2 separate regions of the Mus musculus genome follow, and region 2 is linked to region 1. Evidence: chromatin contacts called from public HiChIP or PLAC-seq data. All regions are on one chromosome and are shown on one strand. The core of a region is the stretch at or near the end of the contact, and the rest is flanking DNA. Distances in the headings are between cores, read along the strand shown. Region 1 holds the start of Pgap2 (post-GPI attachment to proteins 2). Region 2 overlaps Stim1 (stromal interaction molecule 1).

The links. HiChIP or PLAC-seq counts read pairs in DNA pulled down with a chosen protein or histone mark.
Region 2: a contact with region 1 is called in an H3K4me3 HiChIP or PLAC-seq map of bone marrow-derived macrophages, with 5 times the contacts expected there. The contact joins the enhancer-like site here to the promoter of Pgap2 in region 1. A contact is called at or near these places in 4 of 39 promoter capture datasets (the C10 cell line, epiblast stem cells, hippocampal neurons and 1 more), 2 of 15 datasets of contacts at CTCF or cohesin (the NIH/3T3 cell line and large pre-B cells), 8 of 484 Hi-C or Micro-C datasets (the 3T3-L1 cell line, 3T3-L1-derived adipocytes, B cells and 5 more), 19 of 115 datasets of contacts at active chromatin or transcription factors (the HPC-7 cell line, the SCID.adh cell line, T-cell acute lymphoblastic leukemia and 12 more) and 4 of 9 other capture datasets (adipose tissue, embryonic stem cells, liver and 1 more).

The regions. Positions count from the first base shown.
Region 1 is chr7:102,221,532-102,224,522 of GRCm38.p6, reverse strand. It overlaps Pgap2 (post-GPI attachment to proteins 2), which reads right to left and starts at 1,452. Exons shown (of 7, transcript NM_001382592.1): 1 at 1,373-1,452; 2 at 1,033-1,144.
Region 2 is chr7:102,424,411-102,427,401 of GRCm38.p6, reverse strand. It overlaps Stim1 (stromal interaction molecule 1), which reads right to left. Exons shown (of 12, transcript NM_009287.5): 8 at 1,262-1,429; 9 at 602-702; 10 at 85-320. Among named protein-coding and RNA genes, the nearest start is that of Rrm1, 16 kb to the left of the region's middle. Within about 2 kb of position 1,566, at least 95 of the 459 cell types and tissues checked have an H3K27ac peak or open chromatin away from gene starts, as enhancers often do. A contact at or near this core is called in the HPC-7 cell line, adipose tissue, bone marrow-derived macrophages and 5 more, where this site is marked.

The DNA of each region.
Region 1 (2,991 bases), core at 203-2,702:
GGGTACACCTCCACATTTTCCTCTGCCTTTCCACCTACCTCTCTGCCAAGTAGCCCGACCCAAGTTCTCAAGTTCTTCCTCCCCTTTGGGGCAATAAATATTTGGTCAAGCATCTCCCTGGGAAGTTGGAAGTGGCATTGATGACCCTCCCAGATCTCACCCATTCTCTAGATAGGGCCCTACACAAGAGCACTGTGGCCAGCCAGCCCACACCTAGACTCTCTGAAGTAGATTTAACCCAATCCTCCTCCTAATGGTCCTCCCCAAAGCCAGCTGCTCTGTATCCGTGAACCACTGGGATCCTCTAACTGAAGACCAGATCGTCAGCTTGAAAGAACCTTACCCTGGACCTTACCCCATGCAGGGTCAATGGGGGGCAGGGGGTGGCATTCAAGGACAGTGTCAGAAACAAACAGAAAAGATAGCTGCTTCTACTTCTTGGCAGTGTGCCTGGCCTCCCTTTTACATGTATGACCTTGGACAAGTCACCTAACCATCCTGGGCCTGTTTCAAATTGTAAAAGAGGAAATCACATGGTCTAGATTACTTGGAAGGCCTCTCCACCATGGCCACTGCTTGATAGCTCAGTTTGAGGAGCCCACTACCTTAAGTTCTGCTCCTAGGCAACCTAGGAGTTCTTCATTGGCACTACTTAGTTGATTTCATTTTATTTTAGTTTGTGTGTGCACGTGTTTATGTACACTCTTCCAGAGAAAAGATCTTACTGTGTAGTCCAGGCTTGCTGGAAACTCCCAATCCTTCTGTCCTTGCCTCCCTGTTACTAAGATTACAAGGCTCTGAAAACTGTTTTTGTAGAAGTACCACCACTTCATATCCAAAGTCCCTAAAGATCTCACTACCACACTCCTGTCAGAATCTACATTCTGAGCTCAGTACTTGATATACAATATCTCTTTTAGTTCTATTTATTTTAGGAGACGGTGTTGTCCTCCGGGTTCCCATTTCATAGAAAAAGAAAGTAAGTCCCAGGGTAGTTTAAAAAAAAAAAAAAAAAAAAAAAAAACCACTTACTCAAAGCCACAAGCTAGTAACTGGCAGAGCTGGGATTCAAAACTAGTCTGAGATTCCAGGGCTCCCCCACGCCTCCATCTGCAGTGCCTGGAGGAATCTCGAGCAAAAGGCCCTGCGGAATAAATGAGGCAGTCTTTAAACCCAGCACACCTAGCCCTGCCACCGAGTGGACAAAAGCAAGACAGTTCAGCACCTGGATGCCTGCAGTTCCCGGGGTTCTGAGTGTGGGCACAGGCAGGTAGGCGCCTAGACCGCAGGCCTGCGGAGGCCGGACCTCGTGGCGGGGCTCCCGAAGTGGCGTTACCCTGTGGTCCAAACTGGCCATTCCCTCCTTACTCACCCAAGTACTGGTGGATAGGGGGCCGTACCCCGTAGCCAGGGGCGCGGAACCGGGAGCCCCAGCCCGGCCCGGGGGCGAGTGGAAGGGGGCGGGTCGCAGCAGCAACGGCGTGAGGCGGGGCCAGCGCTCTGGGGTGGGTCTTAAAGAGGAAACTGGTCCCGTTTCAACACTTGCTCCTCCCCATTTTGGGGTCCGGGACTCCAGTCTTTCTTTATAATCTACTGTCTCCTCAAGCCAAGCTTCCCTAGTAGTTCGGCTCTGTCCCCATTATTTTTGAGTACGTGAGAGCAGTCAGAGGGCCCAGGACACATGGTTTTGAAATGTTGAATAAGTCACCTTGTCATCTTACCTGTGGCTGCATGCCATCACCTGTTGAAAGAATGTAAAATTAATTCAATGGGGCCCAAATTCTTTCATTACCTGACCCGATTCTCCAGTCCTCTACCCTCATTCTAATCGAATTATCCAGCTTTGCACTTCTGAAATATTAAGCCAAATTTGCCCCAGCCGTGGCTATTTTCCCTCAAACTTTATTCCCTATGACCGGCTACAGCATCCAACAAAAGGAGCTGAAAAATAAAATAAAATAAAAATAAACCAAAAGCCACATTGCAGATAGATCATCTACGCCCATCTCAGAAACTAAGGGCCAAAGCTGTTCTCACCTTTTATCAGAAGAGGGAGCCCTATGCTGTCCGACATCACTGGCGCACGCGAGGGAGGAGGAGGAAGGGGCGGGGGGAGGGGGGGACGGGACGTTCAGCCAGATCCAGCTTAAGGGTTCTTCACGGAAAAGGAGGAAGAAGAGAAGGAGGGGCAGGGAGAGGAGGGGGGGGAGGAGGAGGGGGAGAGGAGGAGGAGGAGGAGGGGGAGGAGGAGGAAGAGGAGGAGGAAGAGGAAGAGGAGAAGAAACCAGGTCCAGGTGTTCTTTTCCCACTTTGGCCTGGCCTAGACTGATAGTTTTTGAAAAAACTATCCTACCCAAAATAGGAAGGAGGGTGAGGGGATCAACAATTTCCTACAGACATCTTGAGGATTGTCAGGACCAACTGTAGCAGTAGTGGGACTTCTGAGTCAGACAGTTATCACCGTTTAAATCCTACTTAAAATCACATCCTAGGCACATTGCTACTTTGCATTTAACTCATTTAATCCTCATAAAAATAAAGTGGATCTTTTTTTTTTTTTTTTTAACTGAGTCCCCTATGGGTGAGGTGACTTGTTCAGTGAGACCTCTGGGTGGATGAGATAGCTCAGTGGCTAATGGTACTTGCTACCCAGGCCTATAACCGAGTTCAGTCCTTGGAAACAGCAGAATGGAAAGAGAGAACTACCTCCCACAAGTTGTCCTCTAATCTCCATCAGCATTCCCACATTGCAAAGTAAAAAATAGTATCCTCCTCCCTTCAAAAAGCAGGCAAGAGCTGGGCAGTGGTGGTGCATGCCTTTAATCCCAGCACTTGGGAGGCAGAGGCAGGCGCATTTCTGAGTTCGAGGCCAGCCTGGTCTACAGAGTGAGTTCCAGGGCAGCCAGGACTACACAGAGAAACCCTGTCTTGAAAAGTCAAAAAAAAAAAAAAAAAAAAAAAAAAGTAGGCAAGAATCTCACATAGCCCACA
Region 2 (2,991 bases), core at 317-2,816, 200 kb before region 1:
GTTTAAGCACAGCAGAGGCGATAGGCATCTCATCTTGCCCACCAAAGGCTGCCCCTTGCTCACCCCTACAAAGAGGTCACCTACACTGCATGGACAAGGGCGACACAATCTCCTCATCCATGTCATCCACATCGTCAGTCATGATGAAGTGGGCGGGGTTAGGGCGGGTGCTGCCCATCCAGCTGGGGTCGATGTTGAGAGCAGCCACCAAGGAGTGGATGCCGGGGTTATTGACAATCTGGAAACCGCAGAGGATCTCGATCTGCTGCCACCGGTGCAGGCGCTCCCTCAGTGCCGCTGTCACCTCACTCAGAGCTTGCCTAAAGTCAGAAGAAAGAACTGCAGGTGTGGACCGTGTGGAAACCCCAATAAGAACAAGATCTCTTTTGAGAGGAACAAACTGGGGTAGGTGCATGTATGAATAAAAACCACAATAAATCATAAACTTAAGAGCAAAGTGGAAGCTGGATCAGAGCTTGTGTAGGAGACCAGAGCTGTCATGCTATTGTGAGGAGATGGGACTGGGGTTAGAGGCCTCACGTAACCTCAGTCTCTAAGGATGGCATTAGCATTGCTGGAGCTGGTAACTGGTGCTACTTACTTAGCAGTTAGGATTTTATGATCCACATCATCCAGGGAAGAGCTGTGGGCCACATGGAAGGTACCAAAAAGCGTGTTTCTCTTCTTTTTTATTTTCTCAGCCTGCCAAGAGGAAGCCCCCAATATAAAGAGAGTATGGGTTCATGGTTGGAAGAAATGAGGCCTTCCCATGGCTGGGTCCTCCTCATAAGTTGTGTTAACTTAAGCTTCACAGGAGAAGGAAGAGAAAGAGGAAAGGAGCAGAGTGAGAAGTAAAGCAAGGGAGGAAGTGGGCGGACCTCAGGAACCTGCTGAGATGCACAAGTAAAAGGTTCCAGCCTTAGTCACGCCCCAGAAGGACCTCTGTTCCCTTGGCAGCCTTTTCCGGAAGGGAAGCTGAAATGGCTTTCCGTCTACCCCTCCTCCTTGCTTTATTATCCCCAGAAGACAGGGCAGAGTACCCCTATACCCTCAGGTTCTCCTCCAAAAACTTCAGTACATTACTAAGCAGTGTACATTAGAAAAAGAAACAGAATCCACGGCCCATTCATCTCTTCACTCAAAGGGAGGGACAGGGTAAAGCAGAGACAGAGTGGGGGGGGGGGAGGGGCAGGGGCATAGAAAGAAGAGGGCAGGGAGGAGAGAAGAGGGCAAAGGAAGCCCTCAGGAGAGCAGGCCTCACCCCCTCCTTGGCCACCAGCAGCTGCCTCTCTGCATTTTGCTTCTTGATGTTGTAGTACTGCACCTCCACCTCATGGGTCAGCTGCAGCCACTTCTGCAGGGCCTCAGGAGCATACCATGAGCTGTGTGATTCCAGCTCCTTCTCTGCTTTCCTCAAGGCCTCCCGAACCTATGAGGGCATGAGAATGTGAGTCTGTTTGTTAGCATTAACATCCTCCCTAACACCTCTGTGCAATGCCTTACAACTCTGAGTCCATACCTGCTTTACAATTCTTGCACTAGGAAGAAATGACAAAGCCTCTTCTCTGAATTTCACATACAGGGAAGTAAGCACAGAGAAGAACAGCAGCCTACTTAAGAGCACACTGTGGATAGTGCCAAGCAGAATGCAGTCTCCAGAACCCTGCTATCACATTAGCTTATTCTCCTGGTCAAACAGCCAGTCTCAGACAGCTTTCCTGGTCTCTTCAGAAATATATGTGCTACTGAATAGCCTTATTGTAAATGGGCCTCAAGACATCACAGTGTGGGCTAGAGGATGCTCAGTTCAGAGCACGGGCTGCTCTTCCAGAGAACCTAGCTCAGTGCCCAGCACCCACACGGCAGCTCACAACCATCTCTAACAACAACTCCAGGGACTCTAACACCTTCTTCTAATCTCCTTGAGCACCAGGCACACATGGGGTATACAGGCAGAGATCAAGCCAAATACCCATATCTATTTAAAAAAAAACATACTAAATTAAAAAAAAATCACAATATGGTAGCCACAGCACATGGTTGAAAACATAATTCTGGAGGATGCATAGGTGATCAGCAGCTAAGAGTGAATAGTGCTCTTGCAGAAGACCCAGGTTCAATTCCTAGCACCATACGAGGTAGCTCAGAACTGCCTGTAACTCCACATCCAAAGAAAGCCAATGCCTCCGGCCTCTGTTGGCACCTGCACACAGATGCACATGCCTCAGTTATGAAGCAGTTCACACCTTCTATAACTCTAGCTCCAAAGGGAGCAAATGCTTCCGGCCTCTGTAGGCACCTGCGCACACTTTCACACATCCCAGACCTCTGGGAGAGGAACCAGCGCTCTTAACTACTAACCCACCTCTATAATCCTAGCTTTAGGTTTTTTTAAGGAAAGGTTCCATGCAGCTCAGGGTGGCCTTGAATCTACTAAGTAGAAGTAGGTGGTCTTGAACTTCTGATCCTCCTGCCTCTACCTTCTCTGAGTTCTTAGATGTCAGGCATTAGCCCCTATGTCTGCCATTAATTGACTTTTTACCCTCTTTCTTTTACAACAGACTGAATATAAACACTAATAATGGAATGTAGGATGGCTGTGGTGGTACCCGATGATAATCCCAATCTTCAGGAGACAGAGGCAATAAGAGCTCACCAGTTCAAGGCCAGCCTAATCTATAAAGAAAGCTTGTAGCTGGGCAGTGGTGGCGCACACCTTTGATCCCAGCACTTGGGAGGCAGAGGCAGGCGAATTTCTGAGTTCCAGGCTAGCCTGGTCTACATCATGAGTTCCAGGACATCCAGGGCTATACAGAGAAACCCTGTCTCGAAAAACCAAAAGAAAAAAAAAAGAAAGAAAGAACGAAAAAAAAGAAAGAAAGCTTGTATTAGAAACAACAAAAAGAATAGAATGAGTTCCAGGACAGCAGGGCTACACAGAGAAATCCTGTCTTGGGAAAAAAAAACAAAAAAGAAAAATATTGGTTTTAG